2 separate regions of the Cricetulus griseus genome follow, and region 1 is linked to region 2. The links are chromatin contacts, called in public Micro-C maps. All regions are on one chromosome and are shown on one strand. Each heading gives the region's core, a stretch centred on a gene start, on an enhancer-like site or on the middle of the called end of the contact. The rest is flanking DNA. Distances are from core to core; before and after follow the strand shown. Region 1 overlaps Syne1 (nesprin-1). Region 2 overlaps Syne1 (nesprin-1).

Region 1 (5,918 bases), core at 1,281-3,780, 69 kb before region 2:
TGAATCCTCATCCTTCTTTCAGGTTAGGAAGCTCCTTTGAAGAGATGATGTCATCAATTAATACCACACAGTCTAGTTGACATCCCAGGGCAGGAAGGATCAATGGCAGATCCAGCAAATAGAATAGGGACACAAATCCAAAGCCCAGGTGTACCTAAGATTTAAATGAGTTTTGAAAGACAGAGGACAAGGGAAGAAGAAATTCATGGTCACTACCATAGAGGCTGAAGATCACTTTCTGGGCTTGACAGCTGAGCTCTTTGGCAAGCCTGACAGCTGTTTCTACAGCAGGGGGAAGTGATGAGCCAAGCAGGTTGCATGGGTTTAGGAAGGAATGGCAGGTAAGGAAGAGAAGACAGCAAAGATGGATCAATTTTTTGAAAAGCTAATTTGAAAAACCTATAAGGAGGTAAAGAAAGTACCCTCCTGCCCTTCCATGCTGTGACCACCCCCAACCCACAGAAGCAACCACTCAGAAGCACAATGTCTCCGTGTGTGTGTGTGTGTGTGTGTGTGTGTGTGTGTGTGTGTGTGTGTAATCAAGGCAAGAAATTTTATGCAAAATCTAATTTAAAGCGCTGCAATTATAATGTTCTTGTTGAAGACCTGGATTGGGACTGAGGAGTTGTCTCCATGTGTAAGAACACCTGCTCTTAAGCATGAGGACTTGGTTTGAATTCTTAGCACTCATGTAAATATCCAGGCATGGCTGTGTGCCTGTAACCACAACACTGCCGAATGGAGACAAGTGGTTGCTAGTCAGCCTATCCAAAATGAGCAACTTCTAGCTCAGTAAGATATCCTATCTCAAGAAAGTAAGGCAGAGAGAGATGGAGAAAGACTCCTGATGCCCCATTCTGATCTCATAAGCCACACACACCCATATACTAGTGTGCATAGCACATGCACATGTATACACTCACACAAAGATCGTCTATGTGAATGAAATTAGGGTTAGCAAGCGTGGGCTATTTTCACACCCACTGCAACTGAGATAGTGAATATGAGGGTATTTGAGGAAACTGACTTTTGAACATAGAGACTCTTTGAATTCCAAATGTGAAAATGCTCAAAAGGTTGAATATTGTGTTCTAAAGCATTCTTGTTTTAATACAACACTTTCTAAGTGATAGTTTTTCTTTGTTTAGCCACTAACCACTCTATGTACTATAAACTGAGATGTCTTTTAGAATCCTGGGGCCAAGAAAGGCCGACTACACACACACAGACACACACAGACACACACAGACACACACACACACACACACACACACACACACAAAGTGCTGTGTGTAAGAACACATTTACACATGTGTGATTGTGCTTTTGATCACCATATAACCAGACATTGTAAATGATCCACACCAAAGTGTGCCTCTATTGTTTGTACATGTGAGAAGACAGATTAACTTCAGGCTAATGAAATGAAATGCAAGGTATGTTATGTAGACTAGTTAAATACCCTTTCTGCTTCACACATCTATAACACATGTATGATACTCAATGCCTTGGTTTTCTGTTGCTAACTTGTAATTGGTCTTGTTCATTATTTCTCCTCCTCTTCTTGTTTTTGTCTCTAATAATCACCTTTGGTGCTACTTAACCCAGGAGTGAAGACATAATTTTGCATTAACACTGACAACATCTAACTATAGCATTACATGTTACACATATGTATGCACCAGATGACACTTCAGCAAGAGAAATGTCATCAGAAGAATTTGTTTGCAAGAGGAAATGCCACGACTTACCTACTTCACAATGAGTATTCTAATTACATCCTAAAGCCCATTCTCTGTATGAACTTCAAGACTAAGCATGGTATCTGAATTGTCAAATTTCTAGTGAGGTTTCTTTTTCTGGGGGAAAAATGATCATAATAAACAAACCCAGACTGGAGTTTGCTTAAAACTTTTAATTAAGTTGGTCTGTGAATTATTAATTTCAGTGACCATAAAAATATCTCTTTAGGTACAGAAATATCTGAAATTGAGGTGGGCTCATTCTTTTCTTGCTGTAGGTCAGCCTGACTCCCAGCAGGAAGAAATACGATTTAAGCAACCCTTCAAACAGGATGCAATTCCCTTGTTCATTCACGTCAAGGGACATAAGGCTTTCTGGGATTCTTTTTAGTCTATAGGAGCTGACCACCACAAATGAAAATCTATATCCCTACCACACTTCCATGTATCTAAATACTGCCTATTATTTAGGCAGTCCGACCTGTGAGAACACTGAAACATCCTGAGTGATTTTGCAATAAGTTGGGCACTCATGATACTGATTGCTGCTAATAGAACATGGGCGATTGTAGATTCAACAACTCTCATCCCTTTTGCACATTTGCCCAAACTTCATAGCAGGACAGAGTCCCATTCTGCACACATTCAAAAACTGGCAGCCCAAGTGACTAACGGCCTTCTTGGTTTCCATGACGATATTCCATTACAGGAGCTGATAGATTCCAGAGAGATCGGTGCAGGCCGCCTAAGCAGAGTGGAGTCGCTGGCCCCGGCAGTGAAACAGAACACAGCTGCCAGTGGGTGTGAGCTTCTGAACTCAGAGATGCAGGCCCTGCGCGCCGACTGGAGGCAGTGGGAAGATAGCCTGTTTCAAGCACAGAGCAGCCTGGAGAACCTGGTCAGCGAAATGGCCCTCTCAGAACAGGAATTCTCTGGCCAGGTAGCCCAACTTGAGCAAGCCCTAGAACAGTTCAGTACTCTTTTGAAAACCTGGGCCCAGCAGCTTGCCCTCCTGGAAGGCAAGAACACTGATGAGGAGATAGTGGAATGCTGGCACAAAGAACAAGTAAGTTGGTCGTTGCCTTCCTGTTTACTACGGGGGTGGATAAGCTAAACATTTCCTTGGTTCTTGCGGTTGCTTTTTAAAAAAATAAGAAAAAAGAAAAAAAAATGAGTCCCTGTCCTAACTAAGAGCATGCAGCATTCAGAGGCAGAAAAAAGTATTTAATATATTTGCAATGTATGAACTTTTTTCCTTCTCCTAGAAATCAAACTTTGGTAAAAGTTAACATACATGGGAGGTGCTGTTATATCCTGTATACAACATTATTTCTGGTGGAGATTCTTTACTTTCTTTCTGATGGTGTAAGAGTTTGCAATACTGTATTCAGTCACTCAGCCTGGAAAATGGCCTGTGGGCAGAGGCATAAATAGACAGAGAGTCATAGCTGCTTTCTTGCCAGTTAACTCTTTCAAACAATTAGGCGATTAAATTTATAGCTTAGAAAGACACATTTGAAAATTCACTGAAGCACAACTAATAGTTTTCACTGTCTGTTTTTCCTCTTCCCTGGTTTTGACAGCTGAACTTGAATTGGCTTGTTAATACACATTAACACTTATAGTTGCCTTCCAGGCTATTTTTATTTATTTATTTTTTAGCCACTACCTCTTTTAGAATGCGAGACAGGGGAGCAGAAAGTGGAGAATGAACTTAGGTTTAACAATCTCTGCCTTCTTCGAGTCCTCTTGGGTGCCTTGGCAATCCTCTCAATATTTGCTGCTTTATAATACTCGGGATCACGGCTGTCCTTAAAAGGAAGTTTAGTGAGGTAACTGCCTCTGCTTCTATTTATGTTATAATCATTTCAAAATAGCTCTGGCCCATTAGGCAGTCAGGGAGTATTTCCAGCGCCCGTCTTGTTTAAGTCAACTTTTGGGGGCAGGCATGGTACACTATGAAATAAAAGTTCATAACTAGCTGGGCACTATTTTACTGAGAACGCTTTTTGGCTGTTTTGGTTGTTTTCTTAATGCCCCCTCAGCCTTTAGGTTCTTTGCCAGAATCATATTACGCAGGGCAGGGACAAAAGGAGAGGCTGGAGACTGTTTCATGGAGTCTGATGATGATGATAATGATGATGATGATGATGATGATGATGGTGATGATGAAACAGTGTTTTAACTCTTTTTTTGCTTCCCTTTCCATTCTAATAATTTGAGGGAATAGAATTTTAAAGAAATGTCTGGTTGTAGCTTCCTTTCCTCAACAGTCATCTCCTGTGTCGAGGCTGTTATTGGATAATAGACAAGGGCTATCAGGATACACGTGCTGATGCAATCAGAAATATGGATTTTTCAATTGTGCTGAGTCCAGGATGAAAGTAGTCCCTGCTGTCACATCTATGTTTGACACTAGGGCTATAGATTCTGGGGGAATAGGACATTGCCTCTTACCACATTCATCTAAAGAGGACAAGAGTCAATTGTCTAATGATGCAATTTTATCTAAAATTTAAGATAGCACTTCAAACTCCATGAGTATGTGGCAAAATGTTTATGAAAAAGATGGAGTTGGACTCCACCAGCAACATTTTGCTTTCAGGAAGGTCTCCTGACTGCTGTCAATCATAGTGAACACTATAGGCCATTTAAGTGTTTGTCTTATGTCATCAGGATATCCCTTTAAGGTTTGTGGTCTATTAACTTTATAATCCAACACTGCACACCTCCTGTAGATTGTATTTATAAAATTCCCCTTCAAACCAACAGGTTGTTAGTTTGGAAATGTAGCTATTCCTTTAAGCAGGACAAAGAAAAGAATGTCTTCAGAGATTGATGGGACCAAAAGCATACCAGCCAATGTAGTATTCATGAGATTTGGGCTCTACTAAAATCTGGACTTAAGAGGAAGCCATTGAAGATTTAATTTTCATTTATGTGTATGTGTGTATGCATGAATGTATGCACATATATGTACAGGTACCCATGGAATACAGAAGAGGGTGTCAGATCACTTACAGCTGGAATTATCAGTAGTTATGAGTCCCTCAATGAGGGTGTTGGGAACCCAACTCAGACCCCATGAGAAACTCAAAATCTCTCTTAACCACTGAACCATCTCTTGCAGTCCCATGAATGTATTTTTTTTTTAATGTAAGGTTTGTCTGAAAAGATTTTCATTTTTAATGTCACCTCATTTATAATTGGCCTACTTAAATCTCATTTTTAATATTTTGGTAGATAATTACATTTTCTGTAGTTCTCATGATATTTCCTTTTAAAATATTCAGAATGGTAAGGGAAAAAAAACGACCATTTCTGGGTTAGTGTTTAGAATTTCAGAGGGAAACTCTATGGTTGCTTTTGTGAGTTTCCTAAATAAAAATGTTTCTTCTGTGGCTTGCTGTGAGACCCTGGATTCTTCCATGGCTTGCTGTGAGACCCTGGCTCCCATCCCTAGCACAAGAAAGGAAAGGAAGAGAATAAAAGGAAATGAAAGGGAAGGGAAAGGAAAGAGAAAAGCCAATTCATGTTTTAGAACCTCTCTCTGTTCCGACACTGAGCTGCTTTCCATGGGCATTCCAAGAACCCCGCCCCTGCCTTCAAGATCATAATCTGTGTGGACACAGAAGTCTGAAACAAGTAGAGACAGTCCTTATGACAAATGCCCCAGACATGCTGTACATCTGTCCTAGTTAGGGCTCCAATTGCTGTGATAAAACAATGACCAAAACAACTGGGGCGTGGAAGGGTTTTATTTCTGTTTACAACTCTCAGGCTACACTCCATCACTGAGGGAAGTAAGGGCAGGAGCTTGTGGAGGGGTGCTACTTTATTGGATTGCTCTTCATCCATTGCTGAGCCTGCTTCCTTCTAGCACCCAGAACCACCTTCCCAGAAATGGTATGTTCCACCAGTGAGCTGGGCTGACCCACATCAATCATCAATTAGAAAGAAATGCACTACAGGCTTGCCCACAGGCCATCCTTGTGGGGATACTGTGTCAACTGAGGTTCTCTTCCCAAATGATTCTAGCTTGTGTTTCATTGACATAAATATGCCAGCACAGCATCGTCAGATAAGCATCCCTGGGAAGATGAAGGACCACAGAGAATCCCTTTAGGAACCAGTGGTAGAGCAGAAGGGGTGGGGGGTAATTATAACTGGATCAGA
Region 2 (5,900 bases), core at 844-3,343:
TCAAGGCCAACCTGGATTACAAGAGATTGATTTCCATCTAAAAGAGAAACAAAGCCAGGCGGTGGTGGCTCACGCCTTTAATCCTAGCACCTGGGATCACATGTCTTTAGTCCCAACACTAGAGAGGTGGAAATAGGAGTGATATGGTTGGGCAGAGAGAAGAATATAAGTTAGGGAGGAGACAGGAGCTCATTCCATTCAGTCTGAGAATTCGTAGGGACAGGATCACCCTTTGGTCTGAGGATTCAGTAGAGGTAAGAGGTCTCTGTAGTGGCTGCTCCTTTACTTCTCTCTGACCTTTCTGCATTTACCCCTATATCTGACTCTGGGTTTTTATTATTAAGACCTATTAGAGCTTGTTCTACTTTGTACCATGCTCATAAGAACCCTCACAGCGTGAAGGGCAAGTGCTGATTGCAGCTTGGTTCTCCTTGACCCTTATCCAGTCTGGAGGTCTTTAAACTGCTCTCTACACATCTGTATCCCCTGCCCATATATCAGTTTCACAAATATCAACTCTTCATTCTTAGACGCTGCTGGAAGAATCAGAAGAAATTGACAGTGACCTGGAAGCAATGGCTGAGAAAGTGCAATACCTTGCCAACGTGTACTTCACAGAAAAAATGTCGAAGCAAGCGGCACAGTTAGGACGGGAGACCGAAGAGTTAAAGCAGATGATCAGAGTTCATTTGCAGAGCCTCGGAGATGCAGCCAAGGTAAAAAAAACCAAACTGGCATGTTGTCAGGGGGAGAAAGTGTTCACCCATGAGGAGGTAGTTTCTTGAGTATGATGCTGCTCTGCAGCTATGACTTTGAACTTCAAGTCAATGTATTGATGTTCAAGTGGGGTTTGTTCTCCAGGATATGAAAAAGTTTGAAGGAGAGCTGAGAAATTTACGGGCAGCTTTGGAACAAGTCCAGACAATTCTGACTTCCCCAGAAGTGGGGCGCCTTAGTCTCAAGGAACAGCTGTCCCATCGACAGGTAAGCAAAAAGCATTTAGGATGGACTGGGGGAATGGGTCAGTCATCAGAATTCCTGCTTGGCAATCACAGGATGAGATCCCCAGAACTCTTGTTAAAAACCTTAAAATCCCAGCACTCGGGAGGCAAAGGCAGGCAGATCTCTGTGAGTTTGAGACCAGCCTGGTCTCCAGAGCGAGTGCCAGGATAGCAAAGCTATACAGAGAAACCCTGTCTTGAAAAACAAACAAACAAAAAGCCATCTTAAATAGACCCCAGCACTTGGGAGGGAGAGGAAGACAGATAGATAAAGCCAGCTTGGTCTACATGAGTTCCAGGCCAGCAAGAGCTACAGAGTGAGATCTTGTGTCAGAAAAACATTAAAACAAGACAGGGGGTGGGGAGTCCTGTGCTTAAAATCACAGTGCAGGAGAAAAAGAAACTGGCGGGGGTTCCTGGGGTTTATTTGCCACTCAGCCTACCGTACTCTGTAAGCCCTCAGCCAGTGAGATATCATGTCTTAACATTTAAAAATATAACCAGCTATCGAATAATGATACCTGAGTTTGTTGTCTCTGACCTCCTTACACATGCACTATGGACCTGCTAATAGAAACTCAAATATAAATGTGCATTTCATTTACTCCCGCACTTATGAATACATTCATACTAGATACACACACACACACACATGCAATGATAATTTAAGATAAATGGGATGGAGGATCTATATTTTAAAAGTAGGATAATAAGAAAAATGTTTTCTATGCATTGTGTAAAGCATATCTTCCTTGCAAACTGTGTTGGCCCTGCAGCTACAATTCAGGAAATGTCTTTGTTTATGCCATGTATGATGAAATTATGGAAAGCTTAGACCCTGATATCACCCCTTTCAGCATCTCCTGTCTGAGATGGAGTCACTGAAGCCGAAGGTGCAAGCTGTGCAGCTCTGCCAGAGTGCTCTCCGGATCCCCGAGAACGTGGTCGCCAGCCTGCCCCTGTGCCACGCCGCCCTGCGGCTGCAGGAGGAAGCCAGTCAGCTGCAGCACACCGCCATCCAGCAGTACAACATCATGCAGGCAGGTGCAGCTGTGCTACCAGCTCAGCCAGCCAGGCCATGCCGGCAGGCAGAGCGAGTGCACATGAGTCATGGGCTGCTTTTCTTAGCATTGTGTGGGCTCAGCCGTCCAAACACCCAGAGTGCTAACTTTGACAGTCTGTTGTGGTTACATAAAATCAGGAGATTAAGACCATCATGTGGATCACCCACAAAAGCCCGAGGAAAGCTCTCTAAAAATTATCTTCTAGTGAAAATTATCTCTTGGTGATTTTTTTTTAATGAAGAATGACTCATGTACATTGATTTTGTATGTGGTCGTATATGCATCTGAGAAGAACCTAGGTTTGGTGATATGGGCTTGCTGTGCTATATTATGCAATTATTATCACGTTTCAGCCAATTTGTGCATTTTCGGGCCTACAAAGGATATCCAAGCATAGCTCTTAATCTCGTGTGGTAATAAGAGAAAAAAAGCATTTCCGTGAAGAAATAATGCCGCCTACTATAATCTCTCCTTTTAAGTAGTACTCACCTGCCTTGCGAATAATTATATATCATTAAAACCACAGTGTTCATCTGACCAACCATCTTTGATCATTCATTACCTTGTAATTTGTTACATCAGAGCCCTGAGGCTACAGGTCATGCTTGATCAATATTAACTGCTACAGGAGCTCTTGGCTGGTGACTTGTTATTCAACATTGTTTTAAATTTTGCTTTGCATTTTTATGTGTGGTATATGTACATGATTGTGAGTGTGTGTGTGTGTGTGGGGGGGGTTATGTCCATGTCCATGTATGTGAAGGCTTGAGGCCAACACTGTCTTTCTTGATTGCCCTCTACTTTATTTTTTGAGACAGTCTTCAGTTGAACCTGGAGCTAGTAGATTTGCTTAAGCTGACTCACCAGTGAGCTCCAGGGAGCCTCCTGTCCCTAACCCCTCACCCCTTAGTGTGGGGGTTACAAATGTGGCATTCTGTTTTAATACTGGGGATTTGAACTCAGATCCTTATGCTTGCATGGCAGTCACTGAGCCGTTTCCCCAGCTCATTAGTCAAAAAGGAAGCCTATTGTGTTGCCTGCACTCTGTGTTTCATCTTCTGGACAATCTGAGTAGGCAGAACAGAGAGGCTCCTAACTTCTCATCTGTTTTGATTGCATTGATAATTTTATTATAATATTTTTTTAAAGATAAGTTTGATGTATGTAAGTGAAAGTTGACAATCTGTGCCATCTAAAAGACTTTACCCATCTCTTTGATTCCTGGGCACTGGAAGACAGAAGGTAACGTTAGTGGCAAAGCCAACCCAGTAACTTTATAGAACAACATATTCTCATTTTCTCTTTTAAAGGAGGCTGTGGTGCAGTATGAACAGTATGAACAGGAGATGAAGCATCTCCAGCAGCTCATAGAAGGGGCTCACAGGGAGATCGAGGACAAACCTGTGGCCACCAGTAACATCCAGGAGCTACAGGCTCAGATTAATCGGCACGAGGTGAGACAGAAGGGCAGGCAGCTTCATTTAGTGGCTGGAAGAGAAGTACTCCCTGCCCCATTGGGAACCTGCTTGATTCCTGCACAGCACTTTGGCTGTCTTTGCATTTTGAAGGTTATTCAGTAACACAGGTATTCCCCTGCATTCTGCAGCCTCTATGAACTGTCCATGACAAGTCTCATCCAGAACCCCATACATGGGAAAAGTTCACGAAAAATGCACGAAGCAGTTAATTCATAAAAATAGTTCAGTTCTTGATTTTAACACCTTATAAGAAACAGCCATGCTCACCGCTCTACTGTGTTGTCTGGCTTCTTACAAAGGGTGGCTTCATATAACAGAGAAAATCACTTGTCCACTGCTTAGACTCCTCTCTCAAAGGTTGTTCCTCCTTGTCTCTTCGGCATCACCACGACCTTGACTCCAGACACATTCCTTGCATATCCCTGGTCTCAGGTCTCACAGCTCCAGAGTGACCAAACCCAGTGACATTCAGCAGTGGATTTCTTCTGCTGGCCTGTCATTTCCCATTAGGTCAATTGACTCTCCCTTGGGACTGACTCTAAGCTCCACAAATTTTGGTGGGTGACTCAGAGAGGGGCATCTTACTCCTTTATGCCAAGGACAGACATTTAGTTTGCCCTTCTGTCTGCTCTTCTACCTTTATCGTAAGCCCAGTCTTTCTGGCCCCAGTATGGAAGTAAATTTACCAGAGACTGAAATGTTCCCTTGAAGCAAGGAAAATCTCATGCCTGCTTTCCACACATGAGTACATGATTTCTTGACATGGTATGCCAAAATAGTGAATGCCTATGGTTTACAATATCAATATTCTGCTTATATACCATCTTCGAGCTGTGTCTTTTACTCACTGGTAATGAGTAGTGCCAATTTTTGAAATTAATGTCTACATGGTATATTATATATTTGCCATATATTATTTTATTCTTGTTTCATTAGGTCCAAATGCTGTTTACCCAAATATCTTTATAACTTGTCTAGAGTAACATTAGCTATTACTAAAGCTTATATTTTGGAGATACAACTCTCTTGTACAAACCTATGAGGGTTGGGTTTTAGTTTTTGTTGTTGTTGTTTTTGGTTTTTGGTTTTTCGAGACAGGGTTTCTCTGTGTAGCTTTGGAGCCTATCCCGGCACTATGGAGACCAGGCTGGCCTCGAACTCACAGAGATCTGCCTGCCTCTGCCTCCTGAGTGCTGGGATTAAAGGCGTGTGCCACCAACGCTCAGCCGAGGGTTGGGTTTTAATTGGGTTTTTTTGGGGGGTAGGGTGGAGGCAGTGGGGGCTAGCCTCAAACTCCAGATTCTTCTGCCTCAGACCTCAAAGAGCTGGGATTACAGGTGAATGCCTTCACAATAACCAACCTAGAATATGCTTAAAAAAAAAAAAAAAAAGGAAGGAAGGAAGGAAGGAAGGAAGGAAGGAAGGAAGGAAGGAAAGGTCATCATTTATCAGATTCAGGAAGGTGACCTTGGGGGGGTGGGAGCCAAGGGGAACTACAAAGTCACACATGCAACAGAGCTCATGTGGGAGGTTTATTTGGGAGAGGTGCAGAGGCAGCTTCTGAGTGGGAGCAGAAGGCAAGAGAGAGAGGGGCGGGAAGGGCTTGCCTTTTATAATGAGGTATAGTGCATGTGCTACTTGGTGGCTGTGGTAGCGTAGCTACAGTGTCAAGTCTTGGCTGCTACTGATGATGTGATGTGGTATGTTCTGTTAGGTCCCTGAGAGCAGGCCAGTATAAATGCCTGAATGCTAACAGGAAGGAAGGAGGGAGGGAAGGTTATTTACCATGCTCAACAACACACCACAAGAAATACAACAAAACCCACTTTAAGAGTTTTATTAGTAAACAGTAGGAAGAGGGGGTGCATGCAGACCTGTCTGGAAGAAATGTGGCAAGAGAGGAGGTGGGTTGGGCATGTTTGCTTTTTTTGTTTGTTTGTTTGTTTTTGTTTTTCAAGACAGGGTTTCTCTGTGGCTTTGGAGGCTGTCCTGGAAATAGCTCTTGTAGACCAGGTTGGTCTCAAACTCACAGATCTGCCTGCCTCTGCCTCCCGAGTGCTGGGACTAAAGGCGTGCACCACCAACGCCGGGCTAGGCATGTCTGCTTTTAAAGGTCACTTAGGCATGCATATGGGGACTTACGTAGCCATGCCACACATACTCATGATTTCATGGCCACACTGTGCATGTGCATGAGGCCCTGAGATGCTGGCCTTTTGCCTGAGTGCTGGTTGTGCATGTGCAGCCAACCCTAGAAATACTAACACCTGGGGTGACTAAGCATTTTGGCTGAATACTGATGGGTGGGACCCAGAAATGACAACCTGAAGGAAGGAAGGAAGGAAGGAAGGAAGGAA

Evidence for each region. A called contact is a pair of places that touch in the nucleus more often than the background predicts.
Region 1: a contact with region 2 is called in a Micro-C map of the CHO-K1 cell line, with 2.2 times the contacts expected there. The contact joins two enhancer-like sites. A contact is called at or near these places in 2 of 8 Hi-C or Micro-C datasets (both in the CHO-K1 cell line).

Annotation. Positions count from the first base shown.
Region 1 is chr2:282,903,658-282,909,575 of CriGri-PICRH-1.0, reverse strand. It overlaps Syne1 (nesprin-1), which reads left to right. Exons shown (of 145, transcript XM_035440411.1): 54 at 2,452-2,808. Among named protein-coding and RNA genes, the nearest start is that of Syne1, 220 kb to the left of the region's middle. Within about 2 kb of position 2,530, at least 2 of the 6 cell types and tissues checked have open chromatin away from gene starts, as enhancers often do. A contact at or near this core is called in the CHO-K1 cell line, where this site is marked.
Region 2 is chr2:282,834,019-282,839,918 of CriGri-PICRH-1.0, reverse strand. It overlaps Syne1 (nesprin-1), which reads left to right. Exons shown (of 145, transcript XM_035440411.1): 86 at 531-716; 87 at 862-984; 88 at 1,859-2,041; 89 at 3,376-3,519. Among named protein-coding and RNA genes, the nearest start is that of Syne1, 290 kb to the left of the region's middle. Within about 2 kb of position 2,093, at least 5 of the 6 cell types and tissues checked have open chromatin away from gene starts, as enhancers often do. A contact at or near this core is called in the CHO-K1 cell line, where this site is marked.